Regions from separate parts of the Oryctolagus cuniculus genome. Here region 1 is linked to region 2. Evidence: chromatin contacts called from public Micro-C data. All regions are on one chromosome and are shown on one strand. Each heading gives the region's core, a stretch centred on a gene start, on an enhancer-like site or on the middle of the called end of the contact. The rest is flanking DNA. Distances are from core to core; before and after follow the strand shown. Region 1 overlaps POU2F3 (POU class 2 homeobox 3). Region 2 has its middle 32 kb from the start of OAF.

The links. Hi-C and Micro-C count contacts between places; a contact is called where the count stands out from the background.
Region 1: a Micro-C map of ear pinna shows a contact between it and region 2, with 4 times the contacts expected there. The contact joins two enhancer-like sites. A contact is called at or near these places in 4 of 6 Hi-C or Micro-C datasets (ear pinna, embryonic fibroblasts, skin fibroblasts and 1 more).

What each region holds. Positions count from the first base shown.
Region 1 is chr1:112,783,426-112,790,641 of mOryCun1.1, forward strand. POU2F3 (POU class 2 homeobox 3) reads left to right here. Exons shown (of 13, transcript XM_008260641.4): 6 at 2,979-3,064; 7 at 5,499-5,681; 8 at 6,064-6,205. Among named protein-coding and RNA genes, the nearest start is that of TLCD5, 24 kb to the right of the region's middle. Within about 2 kb of position 2,431, at least 1 of the 8 cell types and tissues checked has an H3K27ac peak or open chromatin away from gene starts, as enhancers often do. A contact at or near this core is called in ear pinna, where this site is marked.
Region 2 is chr1:112,651,148-112,658,746 of mOryCun1.1, forward strand. No RefSeq gene overlaps it. Among named protein-coding and RNA genes, the nearest start is that of OAF, 32 kb to the right of the region's middle. Within about 2 kb of position 5,049, at least 3 of the 8 cell types and tissues checked have an H3K27ac peak or open chromatin away from gene starts, as enhancers often do. A contact at or near this core is called in ear pinna, where this site is marked.

The DNA of each region.
Region 1 (7,216 bases), core at 1,181-3,680, 130 kb after region 2:
GCGGCACGGCAAGCTAAGCCGCCACCTGCAATGCCAGAATCCCACATCAGAGCATCAGTTCAAGTCCCAGCTGCTCCAACTTCCGATCCAGCTCCCTGCTAATGTGCCGGGGGAGGCAGCTGGGCATGGCCTAAGTGCTTGAGCCCCTGCCACCTACGTGGGAGACACAGAGTTCTGGGCTCCTGGCTTCAGCCTGAACCAGCCCTGGCTGTTGTGGCCATGGGGGAAGGGAACCAGCGGATAGGAGCTTCCTCCTCCCCCTCTGCAACTTTCTCTCTTTAATAAATAAAGGAATCTCTAAAAAAAAAAAAAAAGTTCCAGACTATTCTGAATGATGCTATACTCTTGGCCAGCATCCTAGATGCCTCTCCCACTCCCATCCCTGCCAACTAGGGCCAAGAGAGAAGGAGGAGGCATCAAGCCCTGTGTGCTACAGATCCCAAGTGGAGGCTTGGGGAATCCAGAGTCCAGGCCGAGCGGGCCTAGCCCCCCTCCCTGCCCTTGCTGGCACACAGTCCCTCACCTTAGTCTCCAGGACGCTCAGACTAGCAGCATGAGGGCATCCTCCGATCTCTAAGATTTGCTTTGGCTGAACAACATGCCGCACGCCCTGGATGAAGAAAGGGAAGGTAGCAGTCCGCACAGTTTGTTTTCAGAAGGCTGGAGAATGGTGTGAAAATGGCCTAGCCGCGTAACCAGTGAGGTCGTGTCGGACACAAGGGGTGAAGAAAGGGAAGTTCAAAATCTGGAGTCGGCAGCGGGGCCAGGACCTGTTGGCTGGTGCTGGAGGAAATCCCTTGATTGTATCTTTGCCCTGGGATTGTACCAGTGGCAGCTGACACTCAGTGGGACACAGTGGGGAGAAATGGAATCAGAAAAACTCAGGGGCTAAAAAAAAAAAAATCACTTTCTAGCTGTATGTCCTTGGGAAACTTTTCTAATCTCTCTGGTCTTCTTCTATAAAAATGGGTAATCATAAAACTCTACCTTGTAAAATTATTCAGTGTTACTTGAAGTAATGCACGTAAAAAGGATTAGTCCATTTCAAAATGCAATATAAATATTAGAATTGCTCTTAGTTCTCAAGCCTCTGGATTCCAAGTTCCTTCTGGGAGCTTTCTTGCATATTTTTTATTGTATTTTTAATATTTATTTATGAGGCTGGCACTGTGGCATAGCCAGTAAAGCCGCCAAAGCTGCCACCCATGACACTGGCATCCAATAGGGGTGTCCATTTGAGTCCCGGCTGCTCCACTTCTGATCAGCTCCCTGTTAATGCACCTGGGAAAGCAGCGAAAGATGGCCCAAGTGCTTGGGTCCCTGCACCCACGTTGGGAGACCTAGAAGAGGAGCTCCTGGCTCCTGGCTTTGGTCTGGCCCAGCTCTGCCTATTGCGACCGTTTGCAGAGTGAACCACTGGATGGAAGATTCTCTCTATCTGTCTCTCCTTCTTTCTGTAACTCTGCCTTTTGAATAAATTAGTAAATAAATCTTTTTTTTAAAGATTTATTTATTTTATTTGAAACGCAGAGTTACAGAGTGGGATGGAGGCAGAGAGAGAGAGCGCGAGAGATCTTCCATCTGCTGGTTCACTCCCCAGATGGCTGTAACAGCTAGAGCTGGAAATTCACCAGCTCACTCACATTAGTGGCAGGGACCCTAGTACTCAGGCCATCATTAGTGGGTGCATCAGCAGGAAGTTGGATCAGAAGCAGAGCAGCCAGGACTTGAGGCTGCGCTGTGATACAGGGTGGCTGGCCTCTCACTGTAGGCTTAACTCACTGTGCCACAATGCCTATCCCTGCCTGGTTATTTTATTTTATTTTTAAAGATTTATTTTATTCATTTGAAAGACAAAGTTACAGAAAGAGAGAGAAAGAAGTCATTTATCTGCTGGTTCACTCCCCAAATGGCTACAATGGCCAGGGCTAGGCCAGACCAAAGCCAGGAACCAGGAGCTTCTTCCAGGTCTCCACATGGGTGCAGAGGCCCACGTACCCGGGCCATCTTCCTCTGCTTTCCCAGACACATTAGCAGGGAGCTGGATGAGTAGTAGAACAGCTGGGACTCGAACCAGCACCCACATGGGATGCTGACACTGCTGGCAGTAGCTTTACCCACTGTGCCATAAAGCCAGTCCCTTGCCTGTTTATTATAATGAAAACCAATCAAGCTCTGACTTTTGGAGCCTGAAGGGCACAAAGGTTACCATCAACCGGTGCTTTACGTCAGTGACCCAAACAGCCTGGGGGCCACAGAGACTCCCAGGGGCTTCTCTGTGCTGAGTGGCTGGGGTGTCTTGCCATACCGTCTGCCTTGATATTCAGCTGGCCCCGCTCTTGCTGTGAGAGTGAGGTCCTGGCTGAGGCCTTCTGAAAGGGGAGGCCACCTGTCATGGCCACCAAACAGGCCGAGCCCTTCGTGGACGGTTTTCCTGGGGAGGGAAGGAGCCGGTGCCCAAGTAGTGCAGCAGCAGGTGTAGTGTGCCCCGCCCAGTCCTGGTCACCCCCTCTCCCTCAGTTCTTTGCCCACAGGAATAAAATGTCCTCTCTGGTCTGTGGGGCTGTGCGGCCCCACCTGCTCGGCCTGATGTCCTTGCAAACTCAGCTGGGCCTCTGTAGCCGTGTCCCCTGCAGGAGCACCGGAACCCCTCCTTTCCCCTCTGTCCAGGAGTCGCTGCAGCCCTCCTCATCAGATGCCCAGCAGACTTGACCCTCCCCAGCCTTTGTGCCTCTCCAGGCCACGGGCAAGCAGCAGGACTGGTTTGGGAATGGTTGTTTACATGTCTGTTTATCCCTGCGTCTGTTTGACTCCACCTGTGTGTGGCAATGCCAGGCTATGCCCGAGGGGGCCTCTCTGCAGGGCTGGGATGGGGCGGGGCGGGGGGGTGCTGTTATCGCGATGCCAGAGTAGCTGAGCGGATCTTTCTCAGGCCTGGATTTTATTCACTGTCCCTTTGTCCCTCCTCTTTCATGCAGGTCTGCAGCCAAATCTTCTCCCCTTTCCACAGCAACAAGGGAGCCTCCTCCTCCCGCAGCAGACTGGGCCTGGCCTTGCATCCCAGGTAAACAGCCGCACCCCTACCTCCACGGCCCAGGCCTCTAGCACTGTCCCTGCTCTGGGTACAGTTAAGCTCCCTGGTTTTTCCAGGGCTCTAGCCCCTCTGGGAAGAGGTAATGGCAAGGAATCGTCCCTTTGGCACATGAGAGGGGGATCCAAGTGACAAGTGGGGTAAATGGGAGCCCAGACAGTCCAACTTGCAGGCTCTCAGCTCCCGTCCCCAGCAGACCCAAGCCTCTCCCCTCGGGAACCAGGGCTCGGCCAGCTTCCCAGCTTCCCATAGATGCTCTCAAGCCCCGGAGGGCCTGATCACCACAGGCACCATGTCTCAGACAGCACACACAGTGTCTCCCCCCCCCCCCCCGGGGTCTCCATTCCAGGGAGGCCAAAGAAGACAGCAGTCCCTCTTATCTCAAGATCCCCCCAGGATATGGGTTTGGTTCCCCTTGCTCAGAAAATAAGCAGATCTCCTGTGTGGACCAGGCTCATGCCAGTTTAGGGGGCCATGGCTGACCCAGAGTAACCAACAGCTCATTCTGTGCTCAATGTAGTACCTAAGCGTTGCTAGAGGACACACCCACCAGCCACCGCAGCAGGACACACCAGACCATGTAAGGAGTGAAAAGGGGTGGCGGCTGGATTCCGGGAACTCTCCACCTACTTCCCAGAAAGAAACATGAACATTCCTCCCCGTTATTAATTAGAATGTACCTGCCCTTTCATTAAAGGACCCATAGAATGTTAAACACAGCTCAGAGCCAGGGCCACTCCCCGCCAAGTGTGCCCCACTCTGGGGAGTGTGTGTGCTGTTCACTCTTCTCCCACTCACTCCTGAATTCCTTCTGGAAGCAACGTCAAGGCCCCAGGCACCGTGACACGTGTGTGGTCTGCACAGCTGCCCGACAGCTTAGCCGCCCCTCCCTTCTGCGTCCAGGGGCCCCTGTGCAACGAGAAACGTTGCTCGGCTCCACAGATGGCACTGCCCACATGGATGCCCGGGATGGTCGGGGACGACTGCAGTGATCAGAGCGCCCGAGCCCCAGGCCAAGATCCCGCAGCTCAGTGAGAGCCCTGGCCTTCCAGCCCGCAGAAGACACCTGGCAGGGCGATGGCGCCACCTCGTGGTTGGAAGAAAGTGGCACACCGCTCTGCCCCCAACCTCAGAATCACAGACTTAGAGCCGCAAGAGACCCTAGAGAGTGTTCAAGATCAGCTCTCATGTCTTAGAATATCCAAGCATGGCGACACTGGGGCCACGAGGCTGTTTAGAAGACTGAGATGGTCATGGGGGAGGGCAATAAAAGAGGGGGTGAGCGAGGAAAGTCACACTGGTGCCATTTGACAACAGACTGCGTGTGAAGGCAGGGGGAGGAGGTCTAGCAGAGACCTCAGTGAGTATCTGTCAAAGGAAAGAGGCAAGTGGAGAGGCGGGTTCAAGGAAGCCCGGCTTCGTCCTGAGGGTCTGGTCTATGCCACCCTCTCCTCCCCAGACAGGAGAGAATCTGTGGTGCTTTGAAACCATTCTGTTCTCAAAGGGAAGAGCGCCCACACCGTCTCCCTCATCCTACCTTCTTCATCATAAGGACGCCCATCTACATGGCAAGCCTGAACGTCTCGGGAGACAGCAGTTAACTCCCCTCCAGCGGAAGAGCAGCCTGGGAAGGAGGGGGAAGCTGGAGTTCGCTCCCGTTCCCCACGTGGGCAGTGACCTCGGCCCTGGCCCCAGGGCCTGGCCCCCAAGGCCTGGATTCCACTCCATCACCAATGCAATGATAGATGCCTTCACTCCTCACCCCCAAATGGGTACTGCAAGCTTCTAGGGTTAAGGGCACAAGTTCTTGTGCAAATAAGCTAAAGAAAGACTGTCTCCAGGCAACCACAATGGAGAGCAAGGTGCGTGTAGATGGGACTAATGAAGATGCCCTTGATGAAGAGCAGGAAGTCCCATGAAGGGCAGCAGTGGTGCTGGGAGTCAGGTAACCAACCTGGCACTCAGAGGCCAGCGGAACTCCACGGGGGTTCCCTCACTTTCTCGTCACCTCCAGTTGGGGCCTGATGGCCACCTCAGGCTTCCACGCTCCATGGAAAAGGACCGGCGAGGCAGACAGTGTTCTCCCCGCCCCACTCTGAGATTTGTTACTGAAATCTTTGTCAACAACCCTGTTAGCGCCTTTTAGGGAGGGAAACTGAAAGGAGGAAGTAACCTGGCGAGTGCCAGACTAAAACCCAGCCAGGCCACCTCCCGCCTGGCACCCCTGCTGTTTCTGCCCCACATGGCCCACAGAAACCCAGTTTCCACTCGCACGCCACTGAGCAGTCGGCCTCCAGTGGCCCAGGGCTCCGCCATCCTGAGTGGCCCGTTAGTGAGGACTGCCCCACAGTGCTGTTGACCCATTGCTGAATCCCTGCGGATCTGCTCGGCTTGTCTCCCCTACCAGGCCGTTGGGCGCCCCGGGCTGCCAGGCTCCTCCTTAGAACCCCACCTGGAAGCCTCCCAGCATCTCCCAGTGCCCAAGCACCTGCCCACCTCTGCGGGGCCCGACGAGCCCAGTGACCTGGAGGAGCTGGAGAGGTTCGCCAAGACCTTCAAGCAAAGGCGCATTAAGCTGGGCTTCACACAGGTTTGGCTTTTGGGGGGAAGGAGATGGAGGGCAGTGAGCTGGGTGAGCGAGAGGAGGCAGTGCCTCCCAAGGGCAGGTGTCAAGAGCAAGCCATGGCTCCATGGGTTTGGGACAAGCCCCTCGTGTCTCTGAGGCGTACTTGGGATTAGGAGGGGAAGTGAGGAAGTTGCTGGTGGAGGGGAGAGGAATGGGAGCCAGGCAAGGAGGATCTGGCCCCCTGAGAGTCCGGGGATACGATGAACCAGCACTCCACCCACAAGGGAGAAAGGGCGATGGGCAGGTACCTGAAGATTCTGGGTGTGTTGTGAATGACAGGTGAGGGGCCGGGGCAGAGGAGGGGAGCCTGTGTCTCATGCTCCTGCCTCTCCGTCCCCACGCACAGGGAGACGTGGGGCTGGCCATGGGAAAGCTGTATGGCAATGACTTCAGCCAGACGACCATCTCGCGCTTTGAGGCCCTCAATCTGAGCTTCAAGAACATGTGCAAGCTCAAGCCACTGCTGGAGAAGTGGCTGAACGATGCAGGTAGGCACCCATGGGACGCACAGGGACACACAGGACGCACGGGGCCCTAGAGAGGATTCTGTGACCCAGGGACCTGTCTGTGCTGAGGTTATAGGGAGTCAACACGGGACACTCCTTTCTTCCCGTTCTTGTGTCTAGAACCCACCAAGAGATAAGTCAGAGCAGACAGGCAAGTGGAGGTGCAACTGTCAGCGCTGTGAGCGAGAAAGCCCTTTGGGAGCCAGGCATTAGGTCTGGGGCCATGACTCCTTGCCTTGTTCCAGTTCCTACCCCAGACTCGCCCAAGGCAGGCCTTAGGACAGCTGTCCTGAAGTGGAGTTTGGGTCTGCCCGGCACACACGCTTAGCCAGACTCCTGTCTAGAACAGATCTATGTGAGGCAGGCTGGGCAGTGGGCCGTCTAGGGTCTCGGTGGGAAGGGGAGACTGCAGGCACAACACGAGGTCTTTACCTGCTTAGCTCTTGTAGGTTTGTTAGGTGGGGAAAGTCTTGCAGCAGGAGTGGTTGGCAGGAGGCTTCAGCCCCACTCATGGTGGGAGACCTGCTAGGGGGTCAAGGAGGTAAACCAAGGGGCAAAGTTTACAGCAAGGAAGCTGAGTTTGGTGCCTAGGACTGGCATGGGACAGAGAGTCTCAGCCTCCATTTATGCCCATTCAGGGCTGGCCAGTGCCTTGTAGGATAGCATCCCTGATCCCTACTCAGTAGCTGCCAGCAACACTGCCCCCAGTCGGTACCACCGAAAAGGCCTCCGGACACTGCCAAGTGTCCCCAGGGCAAGTGGTGGTGGTGCCACGGGGCCCCTGGCTGAGAGCCACTAGCCTAGGTGAGAAGGAGGAGGCGGGGCAGTCCCCAGGGCTGGGCTGTGGCCAGCGAATGCGTGTGGATTAGTGATTACTTAGGCGAGTGCTTTCAGGACAGGGCGGGCGGCCAGGGCAGTGTGTCCAGACAGAGACATAGGAGGAACCAGGAAACCACCCCCACCCCACCCTGTCGCAATAGGAGGACCCTAAGA
Region 2 (7,599 bases), core at 3,799-6,298:
ATTTGGGTCCCTGTCACCCACATGGGAAACCAGAGTTCCCGCCTTCCAACCTCAGCCTGGCCCAGCCCCAGCTGTTGCAGGCATTTGGGAAGTGAATCAGTGGAAGGAAGATCTTTGTTTGTCACTTTTAAATAAACTGAAAACAATTTTTATAGAACAATATATAGGGGCCGGCGCTGTGGCTCACTTGGTTAATCCTCCGCCTGCAGTGTCAGCATCCCATATGGGCGCCGGGTTCTAGTCCCGGTTGCTCCTCTTCCAGTCCAGCTCTCTGCTGTGGCCCGGGAGTGCAGTGGAGGGTGACCCAAGTGCTTGGGCCCTGCACCCGCATGGGAGACCAGGAGGAAGCACCTGGCTCCCGGCTTTGGATCGGCGCAGTGCCAGCTGAGGCAGCCATTTGGGGAGTGAACCAATGGAAGGAAGACCTTTCTCTCTGTCTCTCTCTCTGTCTATAACTCTGTCAAATTAAAAAAAAAAAAAAAAGAACAATATATAGAGAGAATGTTCCTACTATGGCAAAGAAAATAAAGATATAAATCATGGAAGATTTCTGAATGATACATGCAATTCTGTTGATAGGAACTCCCACTGGGAGACAGGCAGCCTACAGCTGAAGGGGTGATTTCGTGTTATGCTGCCATTTTAGCATACGGGGACTTAGAAATGTCATGAAGAAATGCCTATTATGAGAAAGCTATCCATGGATTTCTCTTTTTGTTTTCCTAGAACAAACTTATTAATTTCATGTTTCTATAAACTTTTGGAAGTGCCCTCGTGTGTACAGGTGTTTCTTTTTCAGTTGAATGAAGATGGATCAGGAGGCCGGTGCTGTGGCACAGCAGATAAAGCCGCCGCCTGCAGTGCCGGCATCCCATATGGGCACCGATTCGTGTCCCGGCTGCTGCACTTACGATCCAGCTCTCTGCTGTGGTCTGGGAGAGCAGTAGAAGATGGCCCAGGTCCTTGGGCCCCTGCACCCATGTGGGAGACCTGGAGGAAGCTCCTGGCTCCTGGCTTCAGATTGGCCCAGCTCAGCCATTGCAGCCAATTGGGGAGTGAACCAGTGGATGGAAGACCTCTCTCTCTGCCTCTCCTTCTCTCTTTGTAACTCTGACTTTCAAATAAATAAATCTTAAAAAAAAAAAAATGGAGCAGAAAAGCCAGTCTAGAGAAACAGCCGCTCAGGTTTAACCACGTTTCTCGCCATCCCCCTTCCAACTTCCCGGTGTTGCTCATGCTCCCTGCCCACCTGGCCCTGACCCACTCCTGCCGGCTGTAATCCCCGGTTTCCGCCACAGCCACAGGCCCTGGGGACAGCTCCTCTTTGTCCTGGGAGGACCCAGGCCTCCCTTTCATGGCCGGCCACAAGAAGCGTCCAGGGCCGCCCACAAGGACCTCAAATGCTTGGAGGAGGAGAGTCGCCCCAGGTGGAGCCCCGTGAGCCAGCCAAGGGGCCTGGTTTCCTATTAAGTGCATGGAAGGAGTGGCAGTTAAACACCATGCTTCAAAGAGTTTAGGATTTTCAAAAATCGCTTTTGGGGAATATGCAGCTTTTATTGGAGGTGTCAGACATTAATGAGGGTTCTGGATCTTTCCCAGCCTGAAGCATACTCTCCCTCTCTTCTCCGCCCCGACTCGTCCCAGCAACCAGCTCACCCCCACTTTGATGAATCAAGAGAAGCTGAGAGTTCAAGGGTAGCCCTGCCCCCTCCTCAGCCTACCCCCTCCCACTGGGCTTCCAGAAGGTGAGGAAGCCAGCAGAAGGGAGTGGGAGTCCAGGAGAAGGTTCGGGGGGAGGGGGAGCAAGAGGCCTTTTCCTGCTTACCTGCTCCTTTGGGAAAAGTGTCACGCACAAAACCAGGAATTTGGGGGCCATCTTATGCCAGTTGGGGTAAAACCCCCAACACATGCCTGCCCCCTTGAGATCCTTAAATGGAAAGAGTTGCAGGAGCTCTGCTTTGTCCAAGTGTGGTTACCTATCAGCTCTTCTGGCCCTAGTTTCTGGTGCTGGTTCATCTCCCACTCTTAGACGGTACCTAGTGAGGTTGGGAGTCAAACAGTGTGTCCAAGATAGAGGGGCATCTTCCCATTCACCTGGAACAGACCACACGCTCAAGCATGTTTGTGGGGAGAATTCGTAGATGTCTGAATGGCTCCGTTTTACCTTCATCTCTCTTTAGGAAAAGACCCTAAATCAGACATTAGATGCTACATGGGATTAGACATTAGAATCTATTCTTGCTGGTTAGGCATTGGAATCCCTAAGGAGACTATATATACCATGAGTTCTTGCACATCTTTCAGTAAAGGATGGATGGATGGGTGGGTGGGTGGGTGAGTGGGTGGATGGACGGACGGATGGATGGATGGATGGGTGGGTGGATGGATGGATGGATGGGTTGGTAGGTGGGTGGAAGGATGGATGGATGGATGGATGGGTGGATGGATGGACAGATGGATGAAGTAGAGGAATACACAGATACTGATTCCTGGAGACATAGGGTAGAGTAAGACAGCCATAGATTCTAAGCTACTAGTCCTGCCTGAGACAGGAGCATGTAATGACCTATTGGGTCATTTTCCAACCCAAGTGTCTACAGCCAGGCTGTCAGGACCCTGAGTATCTGTCGCCACTTGGGCCACCCAAAGGTGCTCCTTGCCAACCTGGGAACAGCCCTCAGACAACTCAGCCTCGCACACTCAGGTGGGGTAATCATGTCCACCAGTGCTGAGCCCTGGGTCCCGACCCTGCTGCCGTGACCATGGTGACTCCATGTGGCCACCACTGGGATCCAGTGCACCTCCATCTCATCTCAGTGAAACTCCCAGCAAGAAAATGGGGCAGAATGCCGTCCTTCTCTGAGTACCAATTCTTAGAGTGTGTCCCAGGTCCAAGATAGAGGCAGAGTATGGATGTGCAGGCTCATTGGCTCATCCCCCCAAGGACCAAGAACTGGCACACAGCACTGCAGGCAGCTGGCTTGTGAAGTTCCAGTGCCAGCAAAGAGCGGCCACCTGACACTGGCCTTGAGACACCATTCCGACCCATTTGCCTCCAGACATCTTTGTCTCTCCCCAGCCGCCCCATCCCTTTCCTCAGTCTCCTCTTTCCAATTTCCTGGGCCAGTGTCCCTCCCGACCCTTCCACAGAAAGTCCCTTATTTATAGCGCACAGTTTGGCCAGGTGGTCCTGGGGACCCGCCGTGGCCCAGCTGCTGGCTCAGGAGAGCAACCTCTGATGCCTGCAGTGCCCCACTGCGTGGTGACAACACTGTCCCCGTGGGCCTCGAATCAAGCGTCTCCCCATCTGTGAGGAACGCTCAGGTTTTTCTCAGCGCCAACAGTCTGGCCGTGAACGAGGAAAGCCTGTGTCTCCCCTTAGCTAGTCTTGACCCTGCCCCTTATAAAACAATCACCCCAGCACCTACTCGCCCCAGGAGTATCACCCCTCCTGAGCTTGGCTTACGTTGCAGGCGTCTCCAGGGTCACTGTTGAGTGTTTTCAGCATCAGGAGTGACTAATTCCACTTGGACTGGTTCCTAACAGCCCCCTGGTGGAGGGAGGGTGGCCACCAGGTAGTTCATTCTGCCATGGTAAGAATTGCCCCGAGAGAGGCTGGGGAGTTCCTGGTCTGGGGCAGAGGCAGGGAGAGTGTACTGTCCTCACAGTGTGCCACCCGAGTGCCAGGGGGAATGCATCCTAACAGAGCTATCCCCCAGTCGACGCTGAGGGATGGGTTGACCCTTCCCGGGCCGCATGCATGTCCATGCACATTTTGTCTTCCCTTCCAGCTCCCAGGAGGTCTGTAGCATCGCTGTCCACACTGTGTGGCTAAGGACGCAAGGCTGCAAACTACCCCAGGCCATGTCATTGGTGTCAGCCCCTACTTTCCACACTACCTTTTACCACGTTTTCACACTTTTACCTGGAAGTCGTTTTGGTGCCAAGCCCACTACCGTGCCAAGTGAGAATTGGAAAACCACGTTCCCCTTCCCCAGATGGAGCTAGAAACTCAGGTCCTGAAGCTGCAGCATTGCCGACCCACTAAGACCTGGAAAGAAAGGGTGATGCGCACTAGCCATCTGGGCCAGGTGACAAGGGAGGGAAGGAAGGAAGGAAGGAGGGAAGAAGGGAGGGAGGGAGGGAGGGAGGGAGGGAAGGAGGAAGGAAGGGGCAATAAGCCACACACCATGCACACAGGCACACAGGTACACCATGCACAGAGGTACACCATGAACACAGGTACGCCAAGCACACAGGTATACCAGGCACACAGGCATACCATGTATACCAGGCACACAGGCACACCAGGCACACAGGCACACCAGGCACACCATGCACACCAAGCGCATCAGGCACGTGGGCAGGAGGTTGGAGTGGAAGCAGCACAGGCAGTGGAGTGGGGGCGGGGGAGGGGGCCCTGTGCATCTCTTTACATCTCTACTTTTTCATCTGCAAAGTGAGGGAATCAACGCCCACTCAGAGACCTCAAACTGCTCAAGGAAGATGTTGAGCCCGAGCCTGGAGGACAGAGGGGATCTGGGAATTTGAGGGGGAGTTGGGGACTGGGGGTGGGGGGAGTCGAGGCCCCAAGGGCAACATGTGGGACAGCCTCAGACAATGAGCTCAGGGGTCATCTTGAAGAAACCATTCTCAGAACTCACAAACCCCAGAGAGAGTTCACATTCTTTTCTCCTTACGACTTTGATACCAGGCCCAGCTGCCCCTCCCTCTCGAGAATCCTCTGCAGCCATCGCCACGCTGCTGTGTCCTCCAGGCTGTCCAGATTCAGCCACACGGCCTGGTCTCCCACCCCGGCTCCCGGGCCAGAGCCGAAGCCAGCCACGCATGGATGGGCAAGCCTGGGACAGACCTGGGCCTTCTGGCCGGAACCTGGCCTGGTGACAGCAGCTGCAGAAACAGCACCAAGAGCAGGAAGCTCACACTTAGCAGGGCTCACTGAGGGGCCCACAGGGATCAACCTGGCCCCGAGATTTGCAAAAGCCCAGGATGGGGAAAGGCCAGGCCCACTGCGGGCACTTTGCTGACCTGTGCCAAGGCCAAGGGCAAGGGCAAAGCAAGAGTCCATATTGAGATACGCGTGGCAGAGTCCAGAGCCACACTCGAGGGCAGAGGGAGACGGAGGTGGGGGTGGGGGAGGTGGGGAAGCCACAGGGGGCCGGCGAGAGAAGCTTGGCATTGATGAGATGGGCAGCCTGCAGCCACAGGCGCCCCAGACATCAATCCGGTGGGCTGAGTCAGAAACCCAAGCTGGAGGCGTGGACGGGACAGTGGGGTGGAACGGGCCTCTTCAGACACGCGCGGGGGTGGTGGGCCGGTGGGAGGGAAACAAGGCAGCTACGTGAAGCCAGGCCTGTGTGAGAAGCCCAGCGCCGCTCCCCTGCTCCGGGGGATGGTGCCTGGGCAGCTTTGATCCCCGCAGCCTGCCCTGTCACCTCGGGGGCGGAAGTCTCCAGCCCCTCGCCTCTACAGGTGCCTCAAGAGGGCCCTCCTCCAGCCCCACCCTTCCTTGTGCAACCTCCAGGGTGTTCCTCTGCCCCCGACTTCCCCACGACACCTCAGCCTCCGCCCCCTCTCTCACTCCCGCCTGCCCAGAGCCACGGGCTCCATCTCCCTCTCCACTCTGACTCAGCAAGTGGGGATGCTGCCTAATCCCATCCGGGCAGGTCAGGAAAGGATTCTGGGCGGGCCTAGGTCTGCTCCTGGCTGTGTGACCCAAGCAGCCTGGTGCTCTGTCCCCAAGGGAAGCGGAGACAGGTCCTACGGCTCCCCTGCGGGATGAGCAGAGATGCAGTCTTCTACAGTTGGATGCTGAGCCAAGGAGCCTTGAAGGCAACTGCCCTTCAGAGAGGTGAAAGCCAGTGCTTAAGGTGGCCCAGCCAGGCCTGGAGCCAGGCTTTAGAACTGTGATTGATCCCTGCGCCTCGGGCTGGAGACACAAAGCCCCATCTCCCATTGGCTGACGGCTACAGATGAACATCCTGACAGCAGACAGCTGATTAGCCAGCTGCCAAAACAGCTCTACAGCTCGGGGTCCTCAAAGCCTGGCCCCAGTCCCAATGAAGATGTTCCCCAAGTTGGCTGAGCCTAGCCTGGGCCCCAATCCCAGTGAAGCTGCCCCCCAAGCTGGCTGAGCCTAGTCCCAGACTAGAATCTGTTTACTCACTCTGCGAGTCCACTCGCCTTGGCAATGCACACCATACAGGTTCCCCAGCGGCCATCACAGTGAGGGGGACCCCCCCAGTGCCCTCTGGGAAATGCCAGCCCTTCAAATACACCCCCTGGGGCCTCGGGCAGGACCTTGATGTCCCCTGCGTGGTGTGGTGGGCTCCTGCTGGCTCTGCAGCCACCTGTGAGCTGGGGGCAGACGCCTGGGCTTGGGAGATACTGGGGCTCCCGGGTGCTGGACACGGAGCCTGCTCCAGGGAAAAGTTGCCTGCACCTGGCTCGGGCCCCAGCTTTCTCCTGGTAATTGCGGTAATGACCCAACTCCCAGGGCTGCTTGCAGCTTGAAAGGGGCTTTGAGATGCTGGGATGAAAGGCCCTGGGCTGAGTACAAAGCCCAGCGCAAGCTGTCCTGGGAGTGGGAGGCTGGCCCTGGGCCTTCCCTGGCCTGGGGGGCTGAGTCACTTCCTTCCTCCCGGCTGGGTTTTACCTACGTGCTCCAGTCTCAACTCTCTCTTCTGGACAGCTGGGGGGCACGGAACAGGGGGTCCCAGAGAGTGTGTATGGGACCCAGGCCAGGCACAGGCCTCCATTCCCCACCACAGGCCCCCACCCAGGAGGGAGGGAGATGCTGGCGAGGATGCTGGCGTGCGTCCCCAGCTTCCGGACTCGACTCTTGCCACGCTGGCTCAGCACCAAGCACCCTCTGCTGCACTTGAAGAATCCCAGGGCAAAGGGTGGGCGGACTTCCCAAGGTCTGGGAGCACCTTGGGCTCCCTGCGCGAGGGCAGCCCCTGCCTTCTTACTCACTCATGCAAATGTGAGGAGCTCCCGTGTTCCCTGGACTGAGCGGAGCCGGACTCTCTTGGCCTTCAAGGAATTTCCTCCGCTGCTATGCTAGTTCCTCCTTAAGTGCCTCGAAGGACCACTTGGTGCTTCAGGACCAGAAGCGAGGGGCGGGCCTCTGGCCTGCCAGTTAAGATGCCAGTGACCCGTGCCTGGGGTTGATGCCTGCTCCAGGTCCTGGCTCCAGCATCCTGCTAATGCAGACCCTAGGAGGCAGCTGTGATGGCTCCAAGGTTGCGTTCCTGCCGCCTGGATGGGGTTCCCAGCTCCTCCTGGCCATCCCACCCCAGCTGGGGTCCATCATGGGCATTTGGGGACTGAAACAGCAGATGAGAGCTCCCTTGTGCGCTATCTCTCTCTCTCCCTCTCTCTCCCTCCCTCTTTGCCTCTCAAGTAAACAATACAAATAAAAATGAAAGCAACAACAATGAAATCCCAGGGATGGAACAAGGGCGTGAAGGCTCACAGCAGGTCACAGGTGGAGAAGAGGAAGAGGCTGAAGATCAAGGTTCCCTGATCTTAATGGCTTCCGCCCATGGACTGGAACCAGGCAGTCTTCCAAGACAT